2 separate regions of the Rattus norvegicus genome follow, and region 2 is linked to region 1. A link is a contact called in public Hi-C data. All regions are on one chromosome and are shown on one strand. Each heading gives the region's core, a stretch centred on a gene start, on an enhancer-like site or on the middle of the called end of the contact. The rest is flanking DNA. Distances are from core to core; before and after follow the strand shown. Region 1 has its middle 22 kb from the start of Cndp2. Region 2 has its middle 39 kb from the start of Timm21.

The links. A called contact is a pair of places that touch in the nucleus more often than the background predicts.
Region 2: a contact with region 1 is called in a Hi-C map of liver, with 2.6 times the contacts expected there. The contact joins two enhancer-like sites. A contact is called at or near these places in 7 of 12 Hi-C or Micro-C datasets (the A7r5 cell line, Schwann cells, hepatocytes and 3 more).

Annotation. Positions count from the first base shown.
Region 1 is chr18:80,307,405-80,311,511 of GRCr8, reverse strand. No RefSeq gene overlaps it. Among named protein-coding and RNA genes, the nearest start is that of Cndp2, 22 kb to the left of the region's middle. Within about 2 kb of position 1,956, at least 1 of the 93 cell types and tissues checked has an H3K27ac peak or open chromatin away from gene starts, as enhancers often do. A contact at or near this core is called in liver, where this site is marked.
Region 2 is chr18:80,553,580-80,557,686 of GRCr8, reverse strand. No RefSeq gene overlaps it. Among named protein-coding and RNA genes, the nearest start is that of Timm21, 39 kb to the left of the region's middle. Within about 2 kb of position 2,171, at least 2 of the 93 cell types and tissues checked have an H3K27ac peak or open chromatin away from gene starts, as enhancers often do. A contact at or near this core is called in liver, where this site is marked.

The DNA.
Region 1 (4,107 bases), core at 707-3,206:
CTATCATCAACTTGATATAAGCTAGAATCATACAGGAAGAAGGAACCCCAGTTGGGAAAACGCCCCCACCATATTGGCTGAGGGCAAGCCTGTGGGGCACTTTCTTAATTAATGATTGATGCGGGAGAGCCCAGCCCACTGTGGACGGTGCCACCCCTGGGTAGGTGATTGTGGATGATATAAAAAAAGGCTGAGCAAGCCAAGAAGCAACACTCCTCCATGATCTTTGCTCGGTTCCTGCTCTGACTTCCCTCACTGATGAACTAGGAAGTTTAAGATGAAACAACTTTCCTCCCCAAGTGGCCTTTGGCCAAGTGTTTTATCTCAGCAACAGAAACTCCGACTAGGACAGTGATGTGGAAATCTTTTGGGAATAAGCGTTCTGACCCCAACAAGAGTGGAGAGAGATGTCACTGGTGGACTGTGATGGCTATTCCCAGATGTCAGCCTGACTGCATTCGGAATGAACTACAATCCAGAAATGGAGGGCACACCTGTGATCCAGACCTTGAGGCTGGAAGACACAGGCTTTTGATCTGGATCTTGACATGGGATGACACACACTTTTGATCCAGATCTTGAGGCATAGTGGCTATGAAAAGCTTAGACCCAGGCAAAATGGCACATGCCTTTAATTCCAGGAGACAGAGGCTTGCAGATCTCTGAATTCAAGGCCAGCCAGGGACGGATCAAGTTCCAAGTAAAGAACAGCTTAGGTCCCAGCATGGTGGTGCACACCTTTAATCTGGGCCATACCTTCTGCTGGAGGCCTACATAGGGACCATGGAAGAAGGAAGGCTTCTTCACGTGCTTGCACTTACTTGCCAGTACATCTACCAGAGCCTACTTCTTCAGGATTCCACTTGTATAGAACATCAGCTGAACACCCAGCCTCGTGGGCTGATTCTTCAACTTCCCATTTATAGCTGCTCATCGATTGGTTAGTTGGACTGCAGACTGTAAGTCATTCCAATAAATTCCCTTAGTATACAAAGATATTTATCCCATATGTTCTGTGACTTCAGAGTACCCTGACATGGACCAAAGCCAGGACAGCTTCTGAAAGGGTTCAAACCTGGATCCAGTTTACATTCTCATACTCTAAAACTATAAGGTCACACTGATGGGCCAGCCAGATTTTATAGGTGAGAACGTGGCACTCACCATGTTGTTAAGCATGTTGCACTGTTTCAGGTTTTTTTTCCAGGTTTTTCTGTTCTAGGTAGCAAGTGGAGTCATGGTTGGCAAATAGGCACTAGAAACAGTGCATTAAATAAGTCATTAAATGAACACATCAGTATCTAATAATTGGTCTTTTCTACCTTACCCTATTTCACACAGACAGACAGACAGACAGACACACACACACACACACACACACACACACACACACACACTGAATGAATGAATGAATGAATGAATGAAGCAAAAGCAGGCTCCAGCAACTTCATACCTACAGATACATATATACATGTTTACATACATATATACAGACAGACAGATGGACAGATACATACATGTTCACACATAAAAGGGATGGAGCAAAGCTCTTGCAAACAGGCTCGTACATACATGTATATACATGTATACACAGATGCACATATGCACATATATACACATACCTGGTGGGTGGAGAGAATAAAGTTCCAACCATGTTCCAAGCATTTCACACACACACACACACACACACACACACACACACACACACACACACACAAACTTTATAATATATACACAAATACAGATTTGATGGATGGAACAAAGTTTCAGTTTACTCCCACACAAACTTTATACATATGCATGCATGCATACATACATACATACATACATACATACATACATACATATAGATTTGATGTGTTGGGGTCCAGGAATCACCTTACAAACCACACAAACACGGATCTCAGTCAGACAAGGACAGTTTATTGAGCATGTGCACGGGCAGGATTTATCGACCAGGGCCACAGTCCAGATTCTGGAACTGAACTGTGACCTTGGGTTAAGGTCCCACGGGGCGTTTTAAGCTTGAGATCTACAAACATCTGTGCCAAGTTATTCCACCAATCAGGATTTAGGAATAGGGATTTCCTTAGGAACATGTCTTTGCTATACACTTATCCTGCTCCCATTCAACTGTGACAGAGGACTTACCTTGTCTAATATCCATGTTTCTAACTTGTCTTCCAGAATGGGACTTGTCTAACTTTCAGGGCTTAACTTGCCAAGCAGGATGTCAGTTACCCACGTGCATGTCTCTTTCTGCCAAGTAGGGTGTCAGTTCCCAGGGAGGTCTTGGGAACATAAACTTTATTCAACCCTTACTCAAAACAGAAGTCGTATTCCAAATAGTTTCTTATATCGATCAGTGCAGGCGTCTTTTTTATGTTGGGGTCCGTCTAAGGGGCAGTTTATACCATAAAAGCTGTACAGGTGCAGGAAGTGCAATTGGGTGATGGGTTCGGGTCCAAGCTTATTGTGGGCAACTATATAAAACTGTAGAAGTGGGTAACTTCTATCATGATTGGTTTCCAAGAGCACAAAACATAACAAACAATATGTAATCAACTTGACATTAGAAAGTTACCTAGAAACATATGAGAAGTTTCCTTATATTGGCAGGCTAGCTAGGTAACTTATACCTTAACAGGCCTTAACAGGTAGGTGGGACAAAATTCCAACAAGTTTATTTTTTCTACCACAGCTTATGTATCTCAGCAAAATCTTTCAAGCAGTATAAAATTATAAGGTGATTATGTTCTAGTTTTGTTCTAGTGAATGACTATGAAAAAAAAATGTTCCCCAATACCGTTACAAGAATAACATTACATAGAACAGGTAAAGTATTCATAATAATACAGGCGTTCGTAACTAAGCAACTGGTTATAGATTAACAAAATATAAGCAGGAAAGATAGCTTTTTCAGCCAGTTTCTCCTACTGACAGGTAACAATTTGTGGTTAAAAAGAAAGGATTAATTATAATTTATCTTTAAAAAATAATCTCATGAGAATCTTAAAAGAATCACAAATCTAGACTTTTATATAAAAATCAGTCATATTTATTTTAAATCCTCAGAAATATCTACTCATCAGTAACTTTTATTAAACCACATCAAGAAGCTGAGGGCAAAAATGGATATGAGAAATCAATCATCACCAGTCCAGCCTTAATGAGAGTCAGCCAGTGCTGCCATTGTTCTTGTTCCCTGATCTTAAGAAGTCCCTGGCTTAACTATTAAGAATGTGCTTTTTCTAAATTTCAAATTGTTCCCAAGATTTTCTACATCAGAGCCAATAGCAAAAAACATTGTAACCTAGCTGCACTAACAATTTTGTTTTTCCAAATTCTTTCTAAGGATGGTGATCATTGTTGATAATCTACGTCTCCAAGTTCTTTCCTAGGGTGGTGACTGCATCTTTAGTCTGCTCCAGGAGCAATGCCTGCAAGAGATCAAGCACCGTTATTGTGTGTGACAGACATATGACCCAGTGAGGGGCTGGAAGCCTCTTAGAATTTTCATACAATTCTTAGATTAAGACGGATGTGAGGGCCACAAGCTAAGCAGAACTCCACAACAGCATGAAGCCCTCGGACACGTGATCCTAGGGTCTATGCCTCTCCAAGGCACACCCATCGTGACTGAACTAACTGGTGGGCCACATTCCACGAATTCTAAAGCCATTTGTCATTCCCCTAAATGACTTTTGGCAGAGACCAGAGTGTAGGTGTTTCTCTGTTTCACCTCCAGATGAGGTAGAATAAAGCAGAACAGACCAACCATTTGATACTGATTGATTTAGTGACTCAATACATTGTTTGTACCAACAATTTGCCAACTATGTCTTCATTTGCTACATTTGGAACAGAAAGACCCAGAGGAACAGCTGAAACAATAGGCCATTGCCCTTAACAACCTGCTCCCTGCCGTGTAGGCTTCTGTAAAATCTTGCTAGCTCGCCTGCCATACCTTGTGGTGCTAGAGTATAAAATGCTAATATAAACTAGACCGGCATCGAGACCTTTCAGGAGATGTCCTGGTTTTGGCTTCAGTCCACCAGTGACATCTCCTCTCTTCCACTGTCACTGGTGTTAGAGTGCTTATTCCAG
Region 2 (4,107 bases), core at 922-3,421, 250 kb before region 1:
GACCCATTCTCACGGTGTGATCACTACTTCTCCATATCAGGCCCAACAGTAGACAGGCGTGTGGTTATAATTCGGTAACCAGCTGTTAACATGGTGTCTAGGAAATCAATCTTATATCTATTCAGATTTTTAGCTTCAAGCATCAGAAACCCAATTCAGTCAAACTATGCATTTAAAAAAAAATGGTATCAGCCTTGGGATTTTGAAAAGGGCTGATAAACCAGACGTAAGAAGGTCACAGATGCAGCTATTCTGAAGGATACCAGGAAAAAGCCTTGAAGCTACCAGCGACCTCCCTGCACGTGTGTCTTCTCTCTCACTGCAGCCAGCTCCTGTCTATCCTTAGAAACAGAGTCCCGCAGCCCACGCCATGCAAAGTTCTCCCACAGCTCTGCTAAAGCCTCACAATCAGAATCGTGGCAGTGGGAAGGGCTGCTCCCCCAAATAGATGACAAGTTCTTTAAGAAACAAAGAGGCGACATCTAGGCTGTTTCCAGTTCCTGGAACTATAAACGAATAAAGCGTCTATGAACATAATGGAGCAAGTGTCTTTGTGGAATGGTGGGGCATCTTTTGAGTATATGCCCAGGAGTGGTATAGCTGGGTCTTCAGGTAGAACTAGTCCCAGTTTTCTGAGAAACTGCCAAATTGATTTCCAAAGTGGTTGTGCAAATTTGCACTCCCACCAGCATTGCAGAACTTTCCCCCCTGTTCCATATCCTCACCAGCATGTGCTCTCGCTTGAGTTTTTGATCTTAGCCATTCTGAGGGATGTATGATGGAATCTCAGAGTCTGCACCAACCAAAGAACATGCACGGGCGGGACCTAGGTCTCCCGCACGTATGTAGCAGATGTGCCACTTGGTCTTCATGTGGGTCCCAAGCAACGAAACAGGGGTGGGGGCTCTCCCAGAAGCTGTTGCCTGTAGGTGGGATATGTTCTACTAGCTGGGCTGCCTTGTCCTGCCTCGGTGGGAGAGGAAGCACCTAGCCTCGAAGAGACTTGAAGTGCCAGGATGGGGGATGGATACCTAGGGGGCTCCCACCTGCTCAGAGGAGAAGGGGATGAGGGAGGGGGAGGGGGAAGGATTGTGGGAGGGGTGACCAGAAAGGGGCAGTGTGTGGATGTAAAGTAAATAAGTGAAAAAGTTAAATTTATAAAAAGAAAGAAATGAAGAAAAGGAGGAAGGGAGGGAGGGAAAAAGAGAGGAAGAGAGAGAGAAAGAGAGAGAGGAGGAGAGAGAGGAGGAGAGGGAAAGGAGGTAGAGGGAGGGAGAAAGAGGAGGGGAGAGAGAGGGAGAGGGGGAGAGAGGAAGAGAAAGAAAGAAAAGGGAGGGGAGAGAGAGGGAGGGGAGAGAGAGGGGGGAGATAGAGGGAGGAGAGAGAGAGAGAGAAAGAGAGAGAGAGAGAGAGAGAGAGAGAGAGAGAGAGAGGAACTAGGTATTAATCAGGAAACAGAGTAGACATTTATCAGCCCATGCTCAAGTAGCCCTGCTGCTTTGCTTGTGACAACGAAGGCACATCATGGCAGGAAAGGTGTGGCAGATATGTGTGTGAATTTGGGTTAAGAATATGGAGTAACAGCCTCAGGAGAGCATTTGAGATCCATCCATAGCAGGCATGCCTGGGTATTTCAGATATTTGGATAAGTTATGAGAATCTAGAGAGAAGGAAAACTGAACCCATTCTCTCTATCAGTGCTGGACAGGTTAATGAGCTTCATAGAAACTCAGGTTTGCCCATAAGAATAATTGAGGTCATTGAAACCTTTCTTCTCAGTCACAATGAGGCACAGAGGTGATCACCAGTTCTTACCACTGCCCAGCATAGCCAGGATCCATATGTCTTACAACGTGTCTGTGAGTGTGCAAGTGTGATCGAGCATGTGTGCATTTGAGCATTTGCTCGTGTGTGTGTGTGTGTGTGTGTGTGTGTGTGTGTGTGTGTGTTTCCTTAAAGAGCAACTGATTTTAGATCTCCCTCAGTGTCATTACCTTAAAATTAGGACAGTGTGGGCTGGAGAGATGGCTCAGCCGTTAAAGGATAGGCTCACAACCAAAAATATAAAATTAGGACAGTGTGCTCTGGGAGCCCTACCTACCCTCTTACTATGCAGAATCCCAAGGGCACAGTACACTCCCTAAGAGCACCACAATCCCTAACTGGCAAGGCACCGCCTTCAGAATCAACAGAGACCCGCCTCTGCCCTCTCTCTGGGTGCACAGCCCTGCTCACTGCTTCTGCATGTGTCAGATACAGTCAGCTAGACTTTGATTAACAATATGACCAACATCACCGTCCCCAGGTGATCAGATATGGAGCCGCCCCACACTCACAGTTCCTTACATGCCAAACACGGTGTAAACAAGCCTTGAAGGGTGTTTTATGAAACGAAAGGTTGAGAGAACCGGGCTTTGGACATGGTCAAGGTTATGACCACTCTAGCTTCCCACAGCCCACCTCTCTGTCAGTCAGAAGACCGCAGTACTCCAAAAATGGAGCAAAAGCCACCTTTCCAGATGGCCATGTGTAAACAGCATGCACATCTTTTTGTTGCCTTTATTGCTTGGATTTAAAATACAAACACACACACACACACATGCATACATGTGGATGGATGGGTGGGTGTACAGATGAACACACACACACACACACACACACACACACACACACACACACACACACACACACCATAAACGAACATGGAAGAATCCTCTCCTCTCGATTTGCTCTGACCTTTTGCTCACAGGCCATTCATTGAGTAAAATTCCTTTTCTAACTTGAGGGATGACGCAATTATAAATATTTGACTTCTAAGTATTTTAGCCAGTAAGTCCATCCCCAGTATCTTAACCAAATAATAAGCAAAGAGAAAAACAGATAAATTTCAAAGGGCACCTGTAGCTCTTGAAAACTGAACGGCTGAACAGTCTGCTCGATTGAGAAATGATGTCTTTGTAAATATAGTAACTTGGGATGGCTTTGCTTGATTAAATACAAATGAAAAATATAAGGTATTTGCAACCAGGTCTCCTCTTTCAGGGTATGTGTGTGTGTGTACATACATGTGTGTATGTGTGTGTTGTACATGTGCAGGTGTGTGTATGCTTGCACATGTGGAGGCCGGCTTTGGCTGTCCCTCCTCAGAAGCCTCCACCTCGTGTTTTGAGACAGGATCTCTCACTGGGATATAAGACTAGACTAGGGGAGGCTGGCCAGGAATCTGCTTGTTTCTGCCTCCATAACCCTATGATTACAAGTGTGCTCCATGTCACATAGCTTCTTATGAAAGTGCCACAGACCACACTCAGGTCTCACCTACACAGTAAGCACTTGCTTGATGGAGCTGTCTCCTGAGCCCGTGCCACCAGATTCTAGCAGCACCGAAGCCATTAGGAAGCAGAATTCTTGCAAAGATTCCACACTGGCCTGCCATTGGCAAGGGTAGCATCAAACAGGCTTGGGAAGGAGTCCATCCCTGCTATGGAGAGTAGATACCCTGCTTCCTTGCTGCCATGGACTTGAATGAGCAAGGACTACAGGAGGAAGCTGTTGTGTCTCCCGGAATTATCTTCCCACTGGCTGTTGAGAATCTCCTCGTGTTAACAGAGATCTCTTCTTGTTCCTTGGCATTCTGAGAGAGCCGCCTATAATCTCCTCTTCAGATCATCTAATTCCAGCAATCACCCACGTTTAGATTTCGTTTCCTTTCAAAGTCCACTAGTATTATAGGGTTTGAGCCTGGGTAAACTCAAACCTCTGAGTATTTTCTGTCCGAGCAAAGTGAATAGCCTGGTGCTCTCCTCCAGGACTTCTGTCTCCTAGCAAGATTTCTTTGTACTTTCCTTGGCCACCAAGCAAGGCATATACCTCTATTGGCAGATTCCCACAGTAAATGTCTATTGACGCTTCCATATTAAACTTTTATTTTTCTCCCCTGCTCCATCCCCCGGACACACACACGGGTGTTGAGGAAGCTTAGCCTGCCAAGAGGCATTCCGTATTACCGTAGTTATGATTCTAACTCGGCATGCCCAGAAGTGATCCTGTACCCATTTTAGCCTTTGACACTCTTGTTCCAAGATCTTTAGTTTAGACCTAAAACTT